Linked DNA regions of Mus musculus: regions 2, 3 and 4 are each linked to region 1. A link is a contact called in public Hi-C and HiChIP or PLAC-seq data. All regions are on one chromosome and are shown on one strand. Each heading gives the region's core, a stretch centred on a gene start, on an enhancer-like site or on the middle of the called end of the contact. The rest is flanking DNA. Distances are from core to core; before and after follow the strand shown. Region 1 holds the start of Uap1 (UDP-N-acetylglucosamine pyrophosphorylase 1). Region 2 holds the start of Olfml2b (olfactomedin-like 2B). Region 3 has its middle 22 kb from the start of Olfml2b. Region 4 holds the start of Nos1ap (nitric oxide synthase 1 (neuronal) adaptor protein).

Region 1 (5,634 bases), core at 1,498-3,997:
GTGCTTTGTGCCTCTTGCTGGCAAAAACCTCCTTGAACCAACTGAGGCCATCATGTTCAGGACAGAACCTTTTGGTGTGGCAGCCCCAAGGACCCACACACTTTTCAAAAAAAAAAAAAAAAATCTAGGTGGGTTATAACGGATTCTGAGAAACAAGCAACGTGGGCAGACTGGCACAGGTCTGACAAGTCACTCAGAAAAACCAGTCAAGCCAAGCTGTTAAGTAAGTAATGTATTTCACAAAGTTAAAATAATTTATAACTTAGCCAAATATATCTACCTAAAACCATAGAACCTATTATTAATATATGATATTTTCAAATTTTAAATTATCTCACAATAATGGCTCATTTAAAGCATCTTTTCTCAAAAGGGAGTAGAGAAGGGTGATTACTGTTTCATTCATATATATACATACACACATACATATATACATATATGTATACATACATACACACACATATACACACATACATATATATATACATATATATGGAAATCCAGTGAAACTCATTAATATGTATAATACATATTATGATAAAAAGAAAGCATCTCATACTCTGATATAACGTTTTTTGTCTGTGTGTTTCTGGGGGTTGAGCTTATATATCCTAAGCAAGTGCTCTTATCTTTGAGCTGCATAGCCAGCCTTATCTGTAGCTTTAGCACACGTGACTATTCTTATCATTGAGCTGTATCCCCAGCCTTATCCGTAGCTTTATCACATCATGTGACTCTTCTGCTTCTCCTTTCATTTTCCCCAGATCTGTTTTCAGCTAATACTCCTCATCGACTACTGTACACGAGTACTCTGTCCTTTCCCTTTCCCTCTGTCAACTGTACCGTGTCCTTGTGCTGTTGTGTTTTGTGTATTTCTCAGTGTTGGTGATCATTTCTTTCCAGGTCTCATAATACCCATCTAAGTATCTGTCCGCCCATTCACCCGTCCACCTATCCAGCTAATAGACAAAACTGTTACCCATTTATTTTTTTAAACTGAGTTGAGCTCACACCACTAAGAATCTGTACCTTTTGGCAGGTACTCCCTTTTGGCACTTCAAATTTCCAAGTGTGTGTGTGTGTGTGTGTGTGTATATATATATATATATATATATAAAACAAAAGCCTTGGAGGCAGAGAACTAAAGGGCAGCCTTCAGAAGTGTTGGGTGGTCCCTCACTCCTTTCTGAAGCTAAGGCCTCTGCTTTCTCTGAGCTCTAATGCTCATCTGAGCCTTTGCTGCTGCACTCACGGCCGTCCCTTAGGAAGAAGGAGCACGTCTCTCCCCTGCCTCTCTCATTGTATTGGAATCCCTTGAAGAAATAGACTCTTGATTCCCCTGTAGAGTCTATTGTAAGTTCTACTGTAGAATAACTCAATAAATAAATACGTTTTGGACAATATGCTCTTTATTGACTGCTGTAGCCGCCAATTTCTTTCTAAGAGAATGCTTCTACCCCAGGGACTTGCACACATAAAGAAGGTCAAGAGATTCTGGGCAACCCCATTGTGGGCAGGCTCTGAATTCTTCACTTAAGACTCGGTACTTTCCAAGCTGGAAGTATGAAAACTAGAGAACACACCCGTGTTGTTAGTCTTGCTCCAGGAAGGCACACCTACCACTATCAACAGCACTGTGGGTGCCATTTACAGCTTCTCAGGCGACGTGGCGTTCTGACAGGATTCCAGAGAGCATGCAAGGCTAAGGCCAAGCAAATACTGCTAATAATATATCATGTCCTTCCTTGATCCTGTTCCACCAAGCTGTTTATCCATCTAATCTCTCAAAGCCACAAAGGTGCCTTAACAGATGGGCAACTACGTTTTTATTTACAAATGATACCCCTTGTTAAATGATATTTCTAAATGACATAAATTGATAGTAAAGTCTGGATTAAAAATGAATACGCAAGAATGACTAAGAAAACACTGAAAATGTAAAATGAGGAAGCCTATCCACCTGATGGAAAACATCCTGATATGTTAAATTTAGTTGCTTTTGACATCTCAACAAATTGGACTCTCGTTTCAAAACCTGCAAAAACCCAACATAATAGCTCTAAATATAAATGCAACTTCATAACACTGAGATTATAGCCTGCACATGCACATCTGCTGCCTATGCTGTAACAGGACAGTTGAATTTTAGCTCTCCTCTCCTAGCTAAGTTCTTGCTCTCTGGGCCGGTTCTCCCTGACTGGCACATTTTGCATGGCCTCGGGTCATCTAATCCCTTTTGATTGCATTTCGTTCACTAGTCGCTGTGCAAAAGGCAACCCGGCTGTGTCGACACCCAAGAGACTCCGAAGACAATGGCAGAGGAAGCCCGGGTCACTGGCAAACAGGTATGTGGAGAATTAGAGACAAAATCAGCTAGCTTAAGGTCACAGGCCTGCCTTGGAGGGATCTCTGCCTAGAAACCGGCGGGTCTTTCCCAACCACACCCGTGGGCGTTCGGAAATCCGTCACTTGAAGACTCACTGCCAGCGCCGCGCTCCCTACCAGGCGCTCTGATCCGCCCCGGGTGACCGAGAGGACCCGCCCTGCAGTTTGTCCTTAAGGTGGCGCCTGGCCTCACCTCCCCGCGAAGCCGCGCGCGTAGCCGGCCCCGCCCCTGCTAGTGCGTGGGGGGCGGTACCACAGACTGACAGGATCCTTGGCCATCCTATTGGGCAAGAGTCTGAGTGACGTAAAGAGGCTCCTCCTTCCTGTCGCCGGTGCCCGCCCCTTTGGCTGTTCTCGGTCGCTGACGTGTCGGGCCGGCAGGCTTCCGCTCCGCCCCTGGGCCGCAGCCACTCACCGCGGCGGGAGGGGCCGGGTGGCCGGGGCCCGCGCTCCCCTCGGCCGCTGCTCGTGGCCCGCCCCGCCGCCCCGGCCCCTCGGATGACAGTATATATTCCAGGCGGGCGCGGGACACGGGCGAGTAGCCGAGCCGAAGGAGCCGCGGGATTGTCGAGGGAGGTAGGGACCCCCTTCACGCGCGCGCTCCCATGCCTAGCGCGGGGACCCGGCTACGCGTTGCCGCACCTTGCTCGGCGTCCGCTGCTCGGAGCTCCGGAGAGGCGTGGGCTGTGTCGCGGCGGGGCGGGGATGCGCGCGCGGAGGGTCTTGGGGGAGACCTGAGGGAGGAGGCTTGGGTGATGATGGAGTTCCCGGCGCTTGTCAGCGCTGTTTTTGAGTTGGGGGAAGAGGAGCCAGGAGGGTTTCAGGCTAGGGCCCGGGCATAGTTGTGCCACTTCTGGGGTTCACCGGTGGGAATAAGTGATCGCTGTTACTGTTGGGAAAGCGCGTTGGGGTGTTTTGAACCCACGAGGGTAAGAATTGATAGTTCCGACCAGGACAGTGGATCCCAATGGGGGATGTGACTAGCACAGGACCCGCTTGCCTTCGCTTGATACTGATAGTGAGAGAGGTTCAGATTTCAGGGTTTTCCCCTCAGTTGGACTGGAGGAACGGTGAGGCTGAGAGCACACATATGCTCTAGAAGATTTTTTAAAAGTTTGGTGTGAAGGCTGACTGGCCTTCATCGGCATACTATGAGATCTGATATCCGATGGTAATGATCATGCATTTATGAGAGGCACAAGTTTAAGGACTTGGAGGTGAAGTTCACTGGGCTTGGATCCAAGAGTTTGCAGCAAACCAAAAGCATTTATCCATTTCGTTATTAGTTGACTCACTTGGCTGAGGGAAAAGACTTCATAGTCTGTCCTGTTAGTTAGTGGTTAGGACTCAAGTCAGTCTCAGTACCATTCCTCCCCACCCCCACCCCAGCCCCTCCCCTCCCCTCTTTTTTCCTGTTTCGTTTGTTTGTTTGTTTGTTTCCGAGACAGGGTTTCTCTGTGTAGCTTTGGTTGTTGGAACTCACTCTGTAGACCTGGCTGGCCCAGAATTCAGAGATCCATTTACCTTAAAGATATGTACCGCCACTGCCTGGCTCCATGTGTCCCCCCCACCCCACCCCCACCCCCCAAAGCGATTTACTAACCCACCCTGAGGACATATAGCAGCAGAGGTGGGGGTGGAATTGGGAAATACTGGACGTCCTTAATGTGGCATTTAAATTCTAATAAAGGCATGTTTGATAATGGTTTGTTGGGTATGTTGATCCAGGTGTGTTAGGTTGTAGGCACACACCAAATTTAGTCATAATTTCTAGTGCAGACTTTTGTTCTTAGTATAAAAATCCACGTCTTTTTAATTCTCTTCTCTATTGCTGTATACCATTTGAATTTAGTTACACACACACAGCTCTCAAGAAAAATGAGTAGGAGATGCAGTACTATGGTTATCGCTGTGTCAGGTAAATATAACCGTATTTATTATGAATGTTACACAACACATAAATGGACAGATTTGATTTTGGTAATAAGATTTGTGGATTGCTGGTGTTCTGGGACCAGATATCAAAGTTTACAATGAGTTGTTTTATTTGCATGAGTATGTTTTTCTCCAAGCACCCAAAGTACTACCCAGTACTTACTGAATGAGCTAGCTAGCTAGGTTGCGCTCTCTCTCTCTTTCTCCTTTTTCTGAGACAGGGTTTCTCTGTGTAGCTCTGGCTGCCCTAAAACTCATTCTGTAGATCAATCAGGCCTCAAACTCAGAGATCCACCAGCCTCAGCCTCTGCCTCTGCCCAGACCACCCTGGCCGGGAACTCACAGAGATTTGTCTACCTCTTCAGTGCTGGGATTAGCGGAGTGAGCCTCCTCTGCCCAGCTTTGAATGACTTTTAAAGGAACAGTTCTACCTAATATTTACCATAGTATGTGTGCGTGTACTTTTAGTAGAAGAGGCCTCTTTGCTTTTTAATCTTCAGGATATATGAAAAAGGCCGGGTCGTCTTCATGAGGAAATACATACACCAGGGAAGTGAAATTATTTGCACAGTGTCAAATGATGGGCAGGGGACAACTGGAGCAAGGAACCACAAACTAGGGGGACTTCTTTGGTTGCATGTGTCCCTAGTGATCTGACTACAACATGCTTCCTCCAGTGCTCACAAAAACAGTGCTGAACATGAGACCCCGGGAATCATTCCTTGGAAAATAATACAAATCTACCTCTCCCTACTGTCTTATTTTTTGAGAATTTTGTACATGTTCTTATTAAATGCTTTTTTAAAAAGTGATATAACAAGCCTTTAATCCCAGCACTCGGGAGGCAGAGGCAGGTGGATTTCTGAGTTCGAGGCCAGCTTGGTCTACAAAGTGAGCTCCAGGACAGCTAGGGCTATAAAGAGAAACCCTGCCTCGAAAAACCAAAAAAAAAAAAAAAAAAAGAAAAAAGAAAAAAAAAAGTGATATAACTCTTGAAACCTAGATGTCAACTGAATTTTTTTTTTTCTTTTGGTTTTTTGAGACGGTTTCTCTGTGTAGCCCTGGCTGTCCTGGAACTCTCTCTGTAGATCAGGCTGGCATTGAACTCAGAGATGTGTCTGTCTTTGCCTCCTGAGTGCTGGGATTAAAGGCAAGCATCAGCACCACCCAGCTGAAATACCTTGTAACAGCCTAGAAAGTGTCCAAGCTCGGAGTCCTGGCTCCCTCACCTTTGGGTCCCCCTCTGGTTGGAGGAGTTCATTTCGACCGTGATTGATTTGTCCCCGTTGATTACCATGAGAGATTGATCACATA
Region 2 (5,634 bases), core at 1,439-3,938, 470 kb before region 1:
GTACAAAGTACACTGAGTGGTAGTGATGGCCAGGCAAAGAGCCTGTTCCCATGGAGACCACTGTAAATAAGCCACCCAGACTAGACAATGCTTCAAGCCCCTGAAGAGCTGAGATAACACTTGTGCTAGGAGATGAGGCTCTACCTGGGATCTAGGGAAGACCTCTTGGAGGAGGTGGTATTTGATGTGAACCTTCAAGGATGGAACCTTCAAGGATGGATTAGATTGACAGAAAGAGCTGGTAGAGGCAGAAAGAAAACAGGTCCAGGAGTCGGTAACGTTTACATAGTCTAAGAGTTCCTTTGGCTCCTGAACCAAAACCCCAGGCCAAAACCAGAACAAAACTAGCTGTGCTTGCTGCTTCTACAATGTTAAACATTTCCTTCTGGGTACACGCTCCTCCCAGGCTCCCTATTCGGGCTCTCTGCTGTTCCTACCCTGGAGGAAAGTCCTCTCACCCTGTAAGCCCCATCAACTCATCCCCAAAGCTAAGGCTCCCATCCTAACCAGGCAGAGGGGTTCCTTGGTTGACTAATGATGGCAGCGGGTGGGTAGGCTCGGAGCCTGCAAATGTTCCTTGCTGTCTGCGGGAAGAAGGCATGTAATGTTTTCCTTGAGACGGTTGGGTTTCTGCTAAAGCTAATGTTTGCTTTAGGATTGTTGTGAAATATAGACTCCACCAGTGGAAGCAGGAGGTGTAGGTAGCTTGGGGTGACGTAAGCAGCCAGTCTCCCCACGTTGATAGTAAATCGTTCCCGTCTCCTTTCTGAAACTGCCTAGATTCCTACGCAGTCCTCCTTAGAGAACCCTGGATGGGTGGGTTCCTTCCCTTCAGGGGGCTCCGGTTTCAGGCAAGCTTTTGTTTATGGTTTTCCAGAGTCCCAGTGGGAGGGATTTGAAGTCTTTTCGATTTAAGGGTCAGTATGAGGTTATGGGTGGGCATAGGGCATATGTTAGCATAATTATTAAAAGAAGAAACCAGCGTTTGATCAACCCCAAAGTAGGGCTGACAGCTCTCTCTACGGAGAGAGAAGACCCAGACTGAGGGCCTGGAGGAGGTACAGGCAACGCACTCAGCATCCTTCCTCGGACAGTATCCATCCCAAGGACCAAGGAGACGCCCACTGTACACCAGCATGCCAGCTTTGGAAAGCAGGAGTGCCACATAAGTGTGAGAAGCGTCCCTTACAGTCCTGAGAAGCAGGCTGGAGCATGCTGGAAGCCAGGCTCTCCCTCTTTCCCTTTTAGCTTCTGCTCTTCATCTCTGAGAGGGCTGGTAATCAGGGTGTTCTGAGGACTGAGTTAGTTCATAAACGGACACACTACAGCACGAATCACCATCCTGGGTCGCTTGGCCCCCTCTGGGAATCAGCCACAACTGTGTGGCTCGGCACTGACACTCCACTCCAGGTACACCAGGTCTTAACATAAATCCCTCTGTTTTGGAGTCCCCCTCATAAGCATCACACATGTAGCACATCACACACTCTGTCTTCACCAAGTGCTTCTGTCCGAGTGTCTCCTCTGAAGCCATAAACCACCTCCCATGGCTTATACCTATCCCATCTGCCTCCTTTCCAACTTGTCCTCCTGTTTACACATTCCAATTCTGACAGGCAGTCTCATAGGCAAGAGGGACTTTTCACAACCATTACATCACACACACACACACACACACACACACACACACACACACACACACACACACACACACACACCCCTTTCTTCTCAGTGGTATTTTCCTTTCCTCTCCTTTCTCCTGACTTGGTAAGCCTGAAACACTCCACAGTTGTGACCCATGCCCTTACTTTTTAACACAGTACTTTAACACAACCCAACAAAACTAAAGTCAGGGCTGTAGAATCTCCACTCTTAGTGCAGGTAAGAGGGACCAGAAGTTCAAGACTAGCCTCAGCTATAAAGTGAGCTGGAAGCCAGCCTGGTCTACGAGAAAGCCTGTCCAACACCAAACGAGCAATATAGTGTGATAAACTAAAAGTGAACATCCACTTCACTAAAAATACAGAGAAAAACAGCTGCTCATAAATCTTTCATCCAGGACCAGCCTCAGGTCCTTGAGGTCCCCCAAGGCAAGAGGGGTGGGCACGCGATTCCTCATCCTACCTGAGATAAAACGTTCTCCTGGTTGTCCGCCTCGTTTTGCAGAATGTCATCTTCCGTGGGCTCCACTGTTTGCACATCAGGGGGCTCGCTTGTCCCTGTGGGAGGTGTAGTGGACCCCCAGACCTGTGCCACCACCAGAGCAAAGCAGAGAACCAATGGCAGGGGATAGGCCATGAGAGATGCGACAGTAGGGACTTTAGTCCCTACAGAGACCACCTTGGGTCGGAGGTCTCAGCAAAGACAGGCTGGAAGGCGGCTTCACTGGAGTCCGGAAGAGTAGATGTTCAGAGAACCGTCTAACGTCTAAAGCTGGGTGTGGCTGAGTGGAGCAGGACTGTGCTCCCCAGAGACCCTGAACATCTCCTCCCAGACCCCAGCAGCTTAGACTGTGCAGAGAGGACACAAGAAAGAGGTGACTGAGGGAGCAGAGGAGGGCGCCGGCTCGACGAGGGCAAGCCGCAGCAGCGTGAGCTCAGGTGGAAGGCTAGCGCCGGGAAACTCGGGACACCCGGAGACTGGGCGCAAGATGGACAGTGGCCACAGCGCAGGAGGCAAGGGAGGGCTGCTGGCCCAGGGCGCCGCGGGGCTGGCGCGGAGGGAGGGCGGAGCCTCTATTGTGCCGGGCAGAAAGATGCAGCCAGTGACGGCCCGGAGGAGGAGGACCGGGAAGCGCACAGACTTGGGCGCTGCGCCCGGGGACCCCGCCTCCTCTAGGGTTCAGCCACTGCGCTTAAGCGGGCGCCGGCTGGCGTGGGAAGGGCGCTGCTGGCCTTGCATCTGATTGTAAATGGTCATCCGAGAGGGACTCCGTGTGCCTTTTCTCGAGTTTTCTTCACGCCCGAGCTCCGGGGGAGCCCTGACTTGCTCCCTGGACTGCAACCGGGACAGCGGAGAAACACGACCTCTTCTCTTGAAGTGTTTTATTGTTGTTGGTTTTTGTTTTGTTTTGTTTTGTTTTCCGGAACTTGACTCCATCTGGAGTACGGGAAGCTTTGAACTTACGAACAATTGTAATCTTCATGTCTGCTACAACCCTAGAACCTGATAATACCCCCACCCAGAGGATGCATCTTGAACCTCTGACAGAATGTGGAGGGAGTTGGATACATTTTTAAAATATGGAGAGTGGCTACAGGTCTCTGCTGTCTCTGCTGTTCTGTTTGTCCTAGTGACTTCCCAGAATCAAACGCCTACCACAGGGAATGTCTCTTGCAGTCTCCGTGGTTTGGGACAAATGGACAGGCCTCTCTATCTGGCCAGATAATCTCTAAAGGGTATATACATGTAATGGTGCGGTCCTCTTTTGGGCTCTTTAATTAGTGACCCTGAATATGCCTACTATGAAGATTAACAATGTGTCACTTTTGGAAAGAGCATTAAGTCTTCTGGGACAATTGCCACTCTGAAATACTCAGCAGAGTCAGGTCGATTCTGAGGGGCTCTAGCAGAGCTGAGCATGGCAGGCATGGCTCTGGCAGGCCTTGCCTTCTCCTAGCCCATCTTCCTTGTTAAAAACCGTTCCATTACATTCCTAAAGCCAGCCACCAAGATCTAGTCCCCCTTTTGGCCGACTCCTGCCCCCTGAGGCTATTAAGGGCCCCTCCCTTTGGCTGCCCTAATTAATCTGTACAATCAAAAATAAACCCCTCATCTAAACAGGGGACTTCCCCTTTACCTTTATAAACTGTCATTTGCCTATGTGCCACATCTGCCTCCTCTCTATCCAGAGGCAGTGTTCCTTTCCCCTTCTCCTTCATTCTCTATCACCTGACTTGTATTCCCTGCCCTTTGTTCCTTGGGGGCAAATAAATCTCCTTTGGGCTGAGAACTTGGTCTTGGGATGTCTTGTGCTGGATGCATATCAATCCCTTCAAATGCAAAGACCTAAAAGATATTCTACCCCCTAGAGAAATCTGAATACTTTGTTCCTAATGCTAAGCAAAGAGGTTGGGATAATGAAAGTAATAAATCAAGCAAAAGCAGACTCCAGCTTAGATATGATAGTTGATAGAAGTGTAATGTTACCATTTAGTATTACTAATATTATCATTTCTTGATAGGGATACAACTCAGAGACTCCAGGATCCTAGACAAGCTTTCTGACACCGAGCCACTCCCTTGAACCTAATAATAACAATAATTACTATTTTCTTAAAAAGAGAAAAGTTTGTGGAGAGAAATCCAAGTCTCTAGATGCAGGAATGCTACACATATACCTTTCTACGAACACTATCAAATCTTGTATGAAACTAAGTGGGGAGGTGGTGGTTAATACTATATATGTAGTAATACTATATATGTAGTAATACTATATATGTAGTAATACTATATATGTAGTAATACTATATATGTAGTAATACTATATATGTAGTAATACTATATATGTAGTAATACTATATATGTAGTAATACTATATATGTAGTAATACTATATATGTAGTAATACTATATATGTAGTAATACTATATATGTAGTTTACAAAAATGTTGAGGGGCTGGAGAGATGCCTCAGCAATTAAGAGCACTGACTGCTCTTCCAGAGGTCCTGAGCTCAATTCTCAGCAACCACATGGTGGCTCACGACCATCTGTATGAGATCCAATGCCCTCTGCTGTTGTGTCTGAAGACAGCAACAATGTACTCACATACAATAAATAAATAAATCTTTTTTAAAAAATGCTGAGGGCTGTCTAAGCCAAAAGTGATGGTTAGGCAGCTAGGTGTTTCAAAGAGAAGATAAGATGCCCTTGCAATAGGGGAACATGAACAGGGAAGTGCTACAAAGGAGCATGGGGACTCCCCTGCCCCAAAGCAGCATAGGACAAACGCAGCATAGCCTAAAGAAGCAAGTGATGGTCATGTCTAGTAGAAGGCCAGTAAGCATCATGGGGAGTAGGACTGAAGATAACTACCGCAGTGAGGAAGTTTCGACAGGTAGTAGATAGATCGAGATGCAGGGAAGAGCTGGATGCATTTCTGGGCAGACAGCAGCTTTAATACTCATATTCCCATCTCAGGTTGTAATTATCTGTCAAGAAAGCCTTCCCTGACTCCAGCTCCTGGGTGATTCCTCTGTGGTGTGCTCCTCCAGGACTGGTTGTTGGGGATTTATATCTGTCATACCGGTCTTGCCCTCTGTCACATGGCTGGGACTGTGGCTGATTTTGTTCACTGCCACATCGTCAGAGTTCCCTTAGAGCCTAGAGCGCTACTTTAGTTACTTTCCTATTGCCGTGACAAAACTCCATGATCAAGGAAACTTATAAAAGAAAGCATTTAACTGGGACTCACCATTCCAGAGGGCAGTAGAGTCCATGACCATCACAGAAGGGAGCATAGCAGGCCTGGTGCTGGAGCAGCAGCTAAGAGCTTACATCCTGGTCTGCAGGCAGAGAGAGAAACTGGACCTGGCATAGGCTTTTGAAACCTCCAAACCCACTCCTAATGACATGCCACCTTCTCCAATAAGGCCACACCTTCTAATCCTTCCCAAACAGTTCCACCAACTTTGG
Region 3 (5,634 bases), core at 960-3,459, 450 kb before region 1:
CATATAATCGGTCACAAAACAGGCCTTAACAGATACAAGAAGATTGAAATAATCCCATGCACCCTATCAGATCACCTTGGACTAAGGTAGTTCTTAAATACCAACAAAAACAGTGGAAAGCACACATACACATGGAAGCTTAACAACGCTCTTACTCAATGACAACTTGGTCAAGGAAGAAATAAAGAAATAAATTAAAGGCTTTTTAGAATTTAATGAAAACGAAGATACATCATACCAAAACTTATGGGACACAATGAAAGCAGTGGTAAGAGGAAAACTCATAGCTCTGAGTGCCTCCAAAAAGAAACTGGAGAGAGCATACACTAGCAGCTTGACAGCACATCTGAAAGCTCTAGAACAAAAAGAAGCAAATACACCCAAGAAGAGTAGAAGGCAGGAAATAATCAAACTCAGGGCTGAAATCAACCAAGTAGAAACAAAAAGAACTATACAAAGAATCTATAAAACCAGGAGCTGGTTCTTTGAGAAAATCAACAAGATAGATAAACCCTTAGCCAGACTAACCAGAGGGCTCAGAGACAGAAAATTAATTAAATCAAATTAATAAAATCAGAAATGAAAAAGAAATATATGTTAAAATAATTATTCTGTTTGTTGAATATTAACAGTTGAAAATATTGAAATCATGTTCTACAAACATCATGGAAATATTATTGATAATTTTTGTCACTGTGCTTGAAATTAGCATTTTCTTAATGTTTAACTTCAAAGAGTTTTTGCTATTTTGAAATTTTAAAATATACTTACTGATAAAATAATTTCTCTCCTAGAAACACTGATAATCTTTTTTAAGTAAACTGATTATTAGACAATGTACACAGGTATATAATGTGTTTTAAACACTCGCTCACTATGTCAGGTGGTATCATATAAGGGCTTTTGAATATATTTCTTAATGTTTCATTTTTAATATTTTATGCTCTTTTACTATGTTAAATTCCCAAGGAATATTTTGTATGTTTTGAAACAAATTAGATAATGTTTTCAACATTAGATATAGGATCCTCAGTTATGGAGAGTGTTAAATGTTCATTAATGATATTTTTAGGGTATGAAAGGATATGAATATAAAAGTTGAACAAATCTTTTATGTATTACTTGATTCTCAAAATACTCAATATTATTAATATGATTGATGTATAAAATGCATTTAAATAATAAAAAAATTTAGGAAAAAACAAAAACAAAACAACAAAAAAAGATTATAGAACTAAAGGCCTTGAACTAGATTTGTATGCAAACTCTGAGTAAATTACGGGACACTGGTTGATGTCATAATTGGCTGGTGGTGAGAGAGACAAGAAATGCTGCCCCTGAGGGAAACTGTCTTAATGGTCACCATAAAAAGCTAAATAAAACAGCCTCAAGCAGATTGAGCTGATATACAAAGAATTTAGCTACCCTGGAAAGGATAATTAAGGTGATGCAGTTCTTTCATGCAAGCACTTGGGAGGCAGAGTCAGGCAGATCTCTGTGAGTTCAAGGCCAGCCTGGTCTACATAGTGAGTTTCAGGCCAGTGGGGGCTACAAAGTAAGATCCTGTCTCAAAAACAAAGCAAAGTTTAGACTATTGCTAGAGGAAGCTATTGGCATACTCTCACAATGTAGTATTCTGAATGTTCCACATCTAACAAAAATATTACTAAACACAGAGAGGAGGGTGGAGGAAGAGGGAGGGGGAGAGAGAGAGAATATCTATGATTCATCATCAAAAGGAGCATTAGTCTGAGATGTGGTGGCCAAACCTCTAATCCCAGAACTTGGGAGTTTGAGGCCACCCTGAGCTACAGAATAAGACCTTGTCTCAAAAGTAAAAAACAAACAACGCAAAGCCAGTCAATAGAGATGAAATCAGGTAATCAGAAAAAAAAAAGTAGATAGTGTAGCATTTAACAATGAAGGAAACCTTAAAATTTTAGTGTAGGGGCTGGAATATGGCTGAATTGGCAGCACATGCTATGCTTAAAAAGGCTCTAGGTTCAATGCCCCAGTACTGAGGTGGGGAGTGAGAAGGGGCTGGACCACCAGGAAGGTCATTGCTTTGGTCTGAGCTTCTAAATGTGGCTCCAACATCCAGGGTAAAAGTGAAGATGTAACAGCTCACGTCACACTCAGCTGTATGTCTGAGCAACACAAGAAGTCAGGGTCAGAGCGATAACAACTCCATTTCCCAAACAGGGCAGTTGCCGTTGGCAAGATAAGAGAGTGTTTCTGACGCAAGCCATCTAACCAGGCAGCTATTTTTAGTGCATGCGTGCATGTGTGCATGTGTTGTCTGCCTGTCCTCTCTCTCTCTCTCTCTCTCTCTCTCTCTCTCTCTCTCTCTCTCTCTCTCTCTCTCCATTAATATACTTACCTCTGTTTTAAAAAATGAAAGTTATCTGACTCCAGAGGGGAAAAAATAAGGCCTTTAAATATATGTAATTTTGTTCTCTTACAGATGGAAACTTAGTAATTTTTTTTTTCATTTTTAAATGTTGTTCTTTAGGCTCTAGTGATATAATAATTCTACTTTTTTTCCTTCCCCTCAGGAGTCAGGTAACTTCCTTTTTTTTTTTATGAACAACATTTAAAAATGAAAAAGAAATAACTAAGCAACATTCTAGGTACTATAGACAAAATGGCGAATAAACTTAAAAATGCAGCAATAAAGACTGTCTAAAATCTCTGTCAGAGGAAGAACTTGGGGTTCAGGAAGGGCAACAAAATAACCAATGAATTTTCCCAAACACTGCGAGCCCCAGGATAATAGCCAGGAGCCAAGCATACCCTGAGCTGGAGCCACATGCTGTGGAGGAGAAGTATCTCAGATAACTGAAAATTCTCCATGTGGATGAAAACCATAAAACTAATGATCTGAGATGCTGAATGAAGTCCCAGCAGAGGAACACATACATATGCACACCAGACAAAAGAATGTGATAACTACATCAGAGAATAGTAAACAGAAAATCTTGAAAGTAACAACCAGAAAAAAGACACTGCAGCGATACAAAGTTGGGTTGTTTTTGTTTTTGTTTTTGAGATACTGTCTTATGTGTCCCAGGCTGGCCTTGAATTCTCTTTGTGGTTGAAGGTGATCATGAACTTCCAATCTACCTCCCAACTGCTAAACTAACAGGCATGAAACCCTTCTTGCTTTAAGGTTGAAAGATCCAAATTGCTGCTCATGGTGTCTCACACTTGTAATCCCAGCATTCAGGAGGTTGAGGCAGCAGGATTGCTATGAGCTTGAGCTTAGCCTGGGCTACATAGTGAGACTCTACGACAAAAAAATAAAATCATAAGAGCTGAAAGAAAAGGAAATTTTGCTGGCATTTGATTTCACCAGAATTTTTAATCTTAGTATTTTCATTCTGAAAATATCCCAAAGGTCATGTGTAAGATATTCTGAAGTGTGTAAGGCTTCTGTGGTTTTAGGGTTCACACTCACATTAGCACTTACAATTGTGAGAGTCCTGGTGATAAGCTAAATGATAGTGCTTGATTCTATGTTATCTTTTGTAATAGTGCTTTATCTGGGGATCCAGCCTAGGGGTTTGTAAGTGTTAGGCAAGCACTCTACTCACTGAAATATGTAGAGGAATTTAATCCAGCAACATGGCTCCTCTGGCAAGGAATTGCATCCAAAGACATTCTAGGTCTGTATGATCCATACAGACACATCACTCACCTTTAATTCCACATGCCCTTAATACTCACCTTTAATCCTAAAAAGTGTAGGTAAGGTTAGTTTGTAGAAGGAAGCAGCCATGTTCGAAAGTGACATATAATTGAAGGACAGACAAAGTGCTGAATCAGAGAGAGATTTGACAGAATGAATCAGAGATTGGATTCTTCCAACTCTCCCGAGAACAGGCAGGAAAGAGAGGCTACTTAAGAGCAGCACAGAGTTAGTCAGGGATTGAGGGAAGTCCGGTGAGTGCAGTTCAGTTGAGTTCAGTTCAGTGCAGTTTGGTACACTTTGGTTGAATGCACTGTGCAGTTCTGTTCAGTTCCTGCAGTCAGTGCAGACAGCACATTTCAGTTTGTGGAATCCAGAGGCAGTTTTTCCAAGCAGAGCAATTCAGGGGAAAGCTGAGAGAAGCCAGTCTGAATCAGTCAGCTTGGAGAGGAGTTCTGAGCCAGAACAGCTGAACTGAATCAGCCAGCCAGAGTTCAGAAAGAGCAAGAAAGGGTAAGTTTATTCAGCACTAAGCCTCTAAGATGACAGTTATATCTGGCCAATAAAAGTTACATTTACAGAGCTACATCCTCAGCCCCCAACCAAGTTGCCTCCAGCTTCTGATAATAAACAATACAAGCTAGGAGATGATATAATACATGACTTAAGGTATAAAAATCTGTATTCCAATCTAAAATTCTGTACTGGCAAGGACAAGAGTGAGAAAGACAGGGTCTCTTTGTCTCTCCCTCTCCCTCCCCCTCTCCCTCCCCCTCTCCCTCCCTCTCCCTCCCCCTCTCCCTCCCTCTCCCTCCCCCTCTCCCTCCCCCTTCCCCCTCTCCCTCTCCCTCTCCCTCTCCATCTCCCTCTCCCCCTCTCTCTCTCACAAACACGCACACACAAAGAGAGGGGGTGGGGAGCAATGACTAACATGTTTGAAGGTTTTGTGACAAGCTACCACAAGGTTCTGGAAGGAAGGCTGCCTTACCTCTCTGTTTGGCTTTCAAAGGAAAGCAGCAATCTGGTATGCCTTGGTTTGCATGAATGATAACTGTATCACTACAGCCTCTGCATCCACTGCCTGACATTCTCCTCTTGTTTTCTCTCACAGGAGGGGTCCTTAGTAATATCATTTTAACTATATTGACAAAGACTATTTCCAAATAAGCTAACATTCTGAGTTCCTCCTGCTGGGTATCAATTTGGGAGTGAGGACACCATCAGCCTCATGTATCTAAAAGAACAAAAATGGAAATGAAGGTGAACTATAAAAACTTCAAAGGAGTAGTCAATTATGAGGATTCAGACAATCTCTTTGAACATGAAGAACAATGGAGTTAGACATCATAGAGCTAAGCTGGCTGGGTTTGGGCATTTTCCTGAGAAGATAGCAGTTTGGTTACTCATGCATGCCTAATACTCATCTTTCATCTCTTATCCAAGTGGTTTGTCTTGTGGTAGATAACCCTGTCTGCTGCTCAGAGTTGTTTTGATGGGCTTCAGCTACTGTGGTTGGTTCCTTTTCCTTGCCAGATAGTTATAGGAACAGATAATGCACATCTGGCCAATGAAGCATAGTAGGAGAGCCTAAAATAAATAATACACACACTCAAAAAAACAAAAACAGCCCCCAAATAAAATCATTATGTGTGTGTGTGTGTGTGTGTGTGTGTGTGTATTTGAGCCAACCAATGCACATGTACAAATGCCATGGTGTGAAGGTGGAGATCAGAGGACAACTCTTGGGAGCTGGTTCTCTCCTTCCATCACGTGGGTTCTAGGGACTGAACTCAGATCTGGCTTGCCTTTGTCCGTTGAACTATCTTGTCCCCAGATATCTATAATTGTCTGTTAATTATCTTTCTCTTGGCCACAGGGTTATCCTACCCCTTATCAATTATACAGCTATTAATAAATGTCTTACCAAAACATCTTGCCTATAGGTG
Region 4 (5,634 bases), core at 1,944-4,443, 410 kb before region 1:
TTATTTAACATCTTGCCTTTAAGTTGTTGAGTTACTATGCCAGGTTTTATAAGGCGCGTGTCTGATGCATATTAAAACCACTGTGACATTCAAAGAGTCAAATATGCCTGATTACCGCTTTGGGTCTTGTATTTATAAAAAGGTTACTGGTGCATTTCCTCCGTGCAAATTATTTTTGGCTCTTACTAATATTTACGAATATAATGAAGTCTGGGCAGAATAATGTGTGTGATTAATCTGTCCTAGTCACTGAGTAGCTTTTTTATTTAGGGAGATATCCCAGAAAGATGTTATCTCTTTGCAGGAATTCTGGTAGACAGGGAACAGCCGTGCCCAGCCAAGGGCAGCTGTACTCTCACCCTAGGAGACAAGATAAGAAAGATCATCAGGGCAAGAATGTATTCGCTTGCATAAATTTATCGCCAAGATGACACAGAACCATTTCCTTGAGGGTGGTTCATGGAGATGTCAAAGGTAGCCTATGCAACAAAGAAAGGTCTATGAGTGGCTTGATGGATGTGTTCACAGCATTAAAGGCTGGGTTATTCTGGGCCTGGCTTGGTAATGCAGGACTGTAATCTCTGTCACTGAGGAGGATGAGGCAGGAAAATTGCAGGTTCAAGGCAAGCTTGGACAATTTAGTGAGATCGCTTTCAAACAAAAACTAAAGAGGGTAGTGGTAGATTTAATCCCCAGGGCTGGGATAATAAACCCATACCTAAACCAAGCCAAAATGGAACAAAACAGATGCACTCCTTAGTTTTCTTGTTGTTGTGATCCATCTGTGACAAAGTGAGACTTAAGGAAGGAGGGAGTTATTTTGCTTCACCACCCCAGCATAGTCTGTCATGGCGGGGAACACGCAGTGGCAGAAGCATGTGGCAATCGCTCACATCACATTCACAGTCAGCAAGCAGAGAGAGGGGAAGGCTAGTCAGTTCTGGACCCCAGCCTCTGGAATGGTGCCATACACCTTTAGGGTACATCTTCCAATCTCAGTCACCCAGCGTAGAGCTTCCCTCACAGACCTGCGCAGAGGGTTGTCTCCTAGGAGAGTCTAGATCTTGTTCAGTTAGCAACGTAGGGATCAGTATTGGTGTAGGACACCCCCCAGACCAAGTTCTTAACACAGAGGAGATCCATTTGTCCCAGAGAGACAAAGGACAAGAGATAAGAGACAAAGACAGGGGATAGAGGATGAGGAGAAAGGGGACGGAACCATGGGGAAGGGGAGGGAGGAAAAGGAGGGGTACTTATTTTGGGGAGAAAAAGAACTGCCTCTGGATAGAGAGGAGACAGATGTGTCATAAAGGCAAATGTGGTTTATTAAGGTAGAAGGGGAAATGCTGTGTAAGGATGAGGTTTTTAATTTTGATTGGGCATGTTAATTAGCTGAGTCAAAGGGGGCTTTTGATTGTTGGACTTCAATACATTGATTGACAGTTGGACCTTGGTAGTCAGCATCAGGAGGAAAAAGTGACCAAATAAGGGAATAGACCTTGATGGATAGTGTTAGGAATGTAAGCTAATGTTTTTAGCAAGGTGGAGGGAATGAAGAAGGGTAAAGCCAGCCAGAGCCATGTTTGTTATACGTGGGCTGGCAGAGTCTCTTCTAACAATATCAGCAGTCACAACAGATTTATACAACAAAAGTTGCTAATTTTTGTCTCGGGGATCTCAGCTTTGACACTAGCTGGGCTAGCTGCTATTGGGGTGTCTGGAGCTCTATGAAGAGGTAGAGTACAGCTACCTCTGTATCTGAATGTTGTGTGACAAACCTTTCTTGGGAAGACAGCAAACATCTATTCATCCCAGTAGGAAACTCACTGCAGACCAAAGTACGGATACCACCAAAGTTCCACTTGGTTATGGGTTTTACTGCAGTTACTTACAGGACAATGGGTGAGAGGCTACCTACAGGACCAGAAATGTCTCAAAGACAGCTGCATCATCAAGGCCCAGACCAGTATTGGTGACAGCGCACAAAAGCTGGGGACCTGGAGTACACTTCGAAGCCCACAGGCAGCTCAACAGGTTGGAGAGTGTCCTTTCCAAGTGACTCTGATCTGATCTAAACCTCTTCCTGGCAGCTTAGCTGGTTTCTGCTGCTTCTAGGTCTGGTCTGAGTCTTTGCAGTTTATCTCCTCCGAGAGACTGCTTTTGCAGCTCAGCTTCAAGTTACTTGAGCCTCTCTGATTTTCTTGTTTATACTCTGGCAGGGAGGGGCCTGGTGGATCTGGCCAGTTTCAGGGACTTCCTGAAACTTCTTGGAGTTGTTTACCTTCCAGTTTAAAGACCTTCCCTGCTGGACGCTGGACAGAATGTTTCAATTTCAAAGGAAACTGTTACACAACCCTGTATCTATGAGGTTTACACACTCAGGTCTCAAATCCTGCTTTGGCACGTTCCTTCTTGCTTCAATAAGAAGCCTCACAGAATTCTGGAAACGTTCTCTTTCTTCCTTTTCTTTTCTTTTCTTTTCTTTTCTTTTCTTTTCTTTTCTTTTCTTTTCTTTTCTTTTCTTTTCTTTTCTTTTCTTTTCTTTTCTTTTCTTTTCTTTTCTTTTCTTTTCTTTTCTTTTCTTTTCCTTCCTATTTCTTTTCTCCTTTCTTTCTTATCACCAGCCAGTTAAAAAACTTTAATAAATGACATAAGAACATTCTGCAATTTCTTGTCCCTAGTGCAGCCTACTCCAGTTCTACGAGGCTGACGACTTTTATATATTTAAATTCTTCGCAAAGAAACCCTGCTGAGCCCCCAAATGCAAGCCACACACCCAAAGGGACAAAAAGCACTGGAGACAGCCCTCTTATTTGGTTTTCGCCTTGATTCTGAGGAGAAGCGGGGATCTCTGAATTAATGCTGTCCAGACCGAGGGTATCTGGGATAGATCTCTGGCCTTCTTGGGAAAACAAAACCCAATATTAACACCGCTTCTCTCGGGCTCCCCAAACAAAACCAAAACAAACACACACATGCAAGGCGATGCCGTTTCGCCACTACTAGTTAAGCGGACTGCGCCTGGATCGCCACGCTCCTGCGGTCTGGCCAGGGCGAAGTTCCCGGGTCTCGGCTCAGCGCTGCGGGGACTTTCACCTGCTGGGCGCGCGCGGGGCGCGGGGCGCGGGGCGGACCCGGCGGCGGCGGGCGGGGCTCTAGCGCGCGGGAGGAGTCGGTCCAGGCCCGCCCCGCAGGAGGAGCCGCGGGCTGGCAGCCGATCCGGCGTCTCCGTGACAGGCACCCTGCTCCGCCGCCACCGCCACCACCGCCGCCGCTGCCTTTCTTCCTCGTCCCGGGCCGTGCGCGCCGAGCTCGGGATCGGACTCCCGGTCTAGTCCCGCTTCTGGCCGTGCGCCCTTCGCTCGGCGTCCCGGTCCGGGGCTCCGCGCCGCTCGCTCCCGCCTGCCCGGCCGCCTGGCCGCCTCCCCGTAGTCAGAGCGCGGCCACCGAGCTGCTCGCGCCAGCCGCATCCGCGCCGCCCCTGCCGCTCGGCCCTCGGGAGGCTCGGCTCCCGGTTCACCCCTGCCACCTCCTGGCACCCAGGCTGCCCACCTCACGACCCGGGTCCTCGCCGCCGCCTCGCCCGGCCCCACTGTTCTCTGCACAGGGTCTCGCCAGCTCTTTCTCGTCGCCGCCACCGCCGCCCCCTTGGAGCAGCGGGTCCGCCGCGGGTCACCATGCCCAGCAAAACCAAGTACAACCTTGTGGACGATGGGCACGATCTACGGATCCCTTTGCACAACGAGGACGCCTTCCAGCACGGCATCTCTTTTGAGGCCAAGGTGAGGGGCCACCGGGAGGGCAGTGCCCTGAGAGGGCAGGTCTGGGGGAATGGGGTGCCAGCGGTCCTGGACTCAGAGCAGGTGGGCTAGGCCTTTCTCAGCTCTTGCCCAGAACAGCTAAAAATGAGCACCTGCAAAGTTTGAGGTGTACTGCCTCTTCCCCGTCTCCTACCTGCAGACACCCCATCCTCGCCCGCCAAGGCTGGATTGAGTTACTTCCCGGAGAAGGCTGAGCAGCGCAGCCTGCATGTCTGGCTCTTTAGAAAGCTTTAAGGAAGCGCTGGTGTTATTTACCTGCTGGCCTCCCATGAGAGAGGTGCTTTTGGAGGTGTTTTAAAAGGAGAATGCTTGTTTCCTGACCGGTTTTTAAAAAAGTTATATATATATGTGTATATTTCACACACACACACACACACACACACACACACACACACACACACACACACACACTCATTCCAAGTAGTTGAGTGTAGGTGTTAAAAGTTACTTCCCAAATGTCTGCTTTTGGACACTTTAGCATGTGTCAGTCATTGGTGTAGTAGTGGGGTGAAACCTGTTTTCTAGTTTTGTGGTGCACTGTTAAATCTCAGCAGTTGCTGATGAAGAATTTAGCCCAGACTGGAATTTGCAGGGTCAAGGCCAAAGCCACCCTTGGGGGAGGGGTGGAGTGGAAACCTCGCTGGACCAGTGGTTGTGTATAAGACAGGCAACCCGGTGACCTGACCATGAGGCACCTCTCTGTGTAAGGAGTTCTGGCTTCTAAGACTGCAGTGGAGTTTCCCGGAATGGTGCTTTTCAGTGGAAAAGGCTTCTGCTCGTGACTGATGCCCAGTCCTACCTATAACTTAAGGAAAGAAACGCGCAGGGATGCTCAGCATGCACAGTGTGCTTGTTACTGAGTGGAATTTAAGCGAGCTCTGTATAGATTGGGTTTTGAGAACAAGACTTTTGACAAAAGGCAGACTTGCTCCGTTCTCTTTTCTGCAGTGACCCGCAGGTTAGCCTGTTGTGCAAGGACTGCCGTCAGGTGTCAATTTCCTTTAGTTTGCAAAACATCATTGGAGTGTCAGATGCCCAGAGGTCATTTATCTTTACAGTTCCTCCCCTTTTCTCATGCAGATGGATGAATTGGTGACTCATATCCCCCCCAAACCCCAACTTTTCTCAGTCATATCTTCTAGAATTAGAGTTACCTCTTCACCCTATTGATGTCAAACTCTCCCTCGGAATACAGAGCTGGATTGCTGAGTAAAGGGGATCTGTCAGCCAAGATCCTATCTCACGTCTCTATCTCGGAATAGATCTGGTTGGCCTAAGATATGGGGTGTTTGGGCTCCTGTATGTCAGGGCCTATGGATTTGGTAAGCAGTTTCTTAAAAGTATAATGTTTTTTATTATGGTTAAGATTTAATTTTCTTGGTTATGCATACACTAAGAAATTGGCATTGTCTTGCTTGGTTAATCACAGTGTTCTATTAAAATATATATTTTTATTATTTTAAATTGTGTGTCCGTGTGTGTGGTTATGTGCATGTGAATGAAGGTCCCCTGGAGCCCCCTGGAGTCTCCTGGAGTCCCCTGGAGCTGGAGTAACAGATATTTCTGAGCTTCTGAACTCTTTGAAGTAGGTTCTGGGAACTGAACTCAGATCTGCTGTAAGAGCAGTGTGTGTGTTCTCAGCCACTCACTGAACCATCTCTCCAGCCTCATCAGAGCCTTTTCTTTTTAGAGAACTAGTGGGGGAAAGACTAGGACGATTTAAAGTTTTTTTTAATTTTTATTTCTTTATCTTTTATTCTTTTCTCATGGGCCTCTGCATTTGGTTCCAGATAGGTGTCAAAAATCTAATGTG

What was found. A called contact is a pair of places that touch in the nucleus more often than the background predicts. HiChIP or PLAC-seq counts read pairs in DNA pulled down with a chosen protein or histone mark.
Region 2: a contact with region 1 is called in an H3K4me3 HiChIP or PLAC-seq map of embryonic stem cells, with 7 times the contacts expected there. The contact joins the promoter of Olfml2b here to the promoter of Uap1 in region 1. A contact is called at or near these places in 14 of 39 promoter capture datasets (the 3T3-L1 cell line, 3T3-L1-derived adipocytes, the C10 cell line and 9 more), 9 of 115 datasets of contacts at active chromatin or transcription factors (astrocytes, bone marrow-derived macrophages, embryonic stem cells and 4 more) and 3 of 9 other capture datasets (adipose tissue, embryonic stem cells and macrophages).
Region 3: a contact with region 1 is called in a Hi-C map of the G1E-ER4 cell line, with 3 times the contacts expected there. The contact joins the enhancer-like site here to the promoter of Uap1 in region 1. A contact is called at or near these places in 9 of 39 promoter capture datasets (3T3-L1-derived adipocytes, the C10 cell line, the HPC-7 cell line and 6 more), 1 of 15 datasets of contacts at CTCF or cohesin (pro-B cells), 2 of 484 Hi-C or Micro-C datasets (the G1E-ER4 cell line and embryonic stem cells), 15 of 115 datasets of contacts at active chromatin or transcription factors (bone marrow-derived macrophages, cardiomyocytes, differentiating embryonic stem cells and 7 more) and 2 of 9 other capture datasets (embryonic stem cells and pancreatic islet).
Region 4: a Hi-C map of natural killer cells shows a contact between it and region 1, with 5 times the contacts expected there. The contact joins the promoter of Nos1ap here to the promoter of Uap1 in region 1. A contact is called at or near these places in 8 of 39 promoter capture datasets (cranial neural crest, embryonic stem cells, erythroid cells and 4 more), 4 of 484 Hi-C or Micro-C datasets (embryonic stem cells, natural killer cells and neutrophils), 9 of 115 datasets of contacts at active chromatin or transcription factors (embryonic stem cells, extraembryonic endoderm stem cells, microglia and 1 more) and 3 of 9 other capture datasets (adipose tissue, embryonic stem cells and pancreatic islet).

What each region holds. Positions count from the first base shown.
Region 1 is chr1:170,172,077-170,177,710 of GRCm38.p6, reverse strand. Uap1 (UDP-N-acetylglucosamine pyrophosphorylase 1) reads left to right here and starts at 2,747. Exons shown (of 11, transcript NM_001305045.1): 1 at 2,747-2,961.
Region 2 is chr1:170,641,586-170,647,219 of GRCm38.p6, reverse strand. Olfml2b (olfactomedin-like 2B) reads right to left here and starts at 2,688. Exons shown (of 8, transcript NM_177068.4): 1 at 2,125-2,688. The coding sequence starts at 2,298.
Region 3 is chr1:170,619,721-170,625,354 of GRCm38.p6, reverse strand. No RefSeq gene overlaps it. Among named protein-coding and RNA genes, the nearest start is that of Olfml2b, 22 kb to the left of the region's middle. Within about 2 kb of position 2,209, at least 45 of the 459 cell types and tissues checked have an H3K27ac peak or open chromatin away from gene starts, as enhancers often do. A contact at or near this core is called in the G1E-ER4 cell line and pro-B cells, where this site is marked.
Region 4 is chr1:170,587,408-170,593,041 of GRCm38.p6, reverse strand. Nos1ap (nitric oxide synthase 1 (neuronal) adaptor protein) reads left to right here and starts at 3,193. Exons shown (of 10, transcript NM_001109985.2): 1 at 3,193-3,782. The coding sequence starts at 3,678.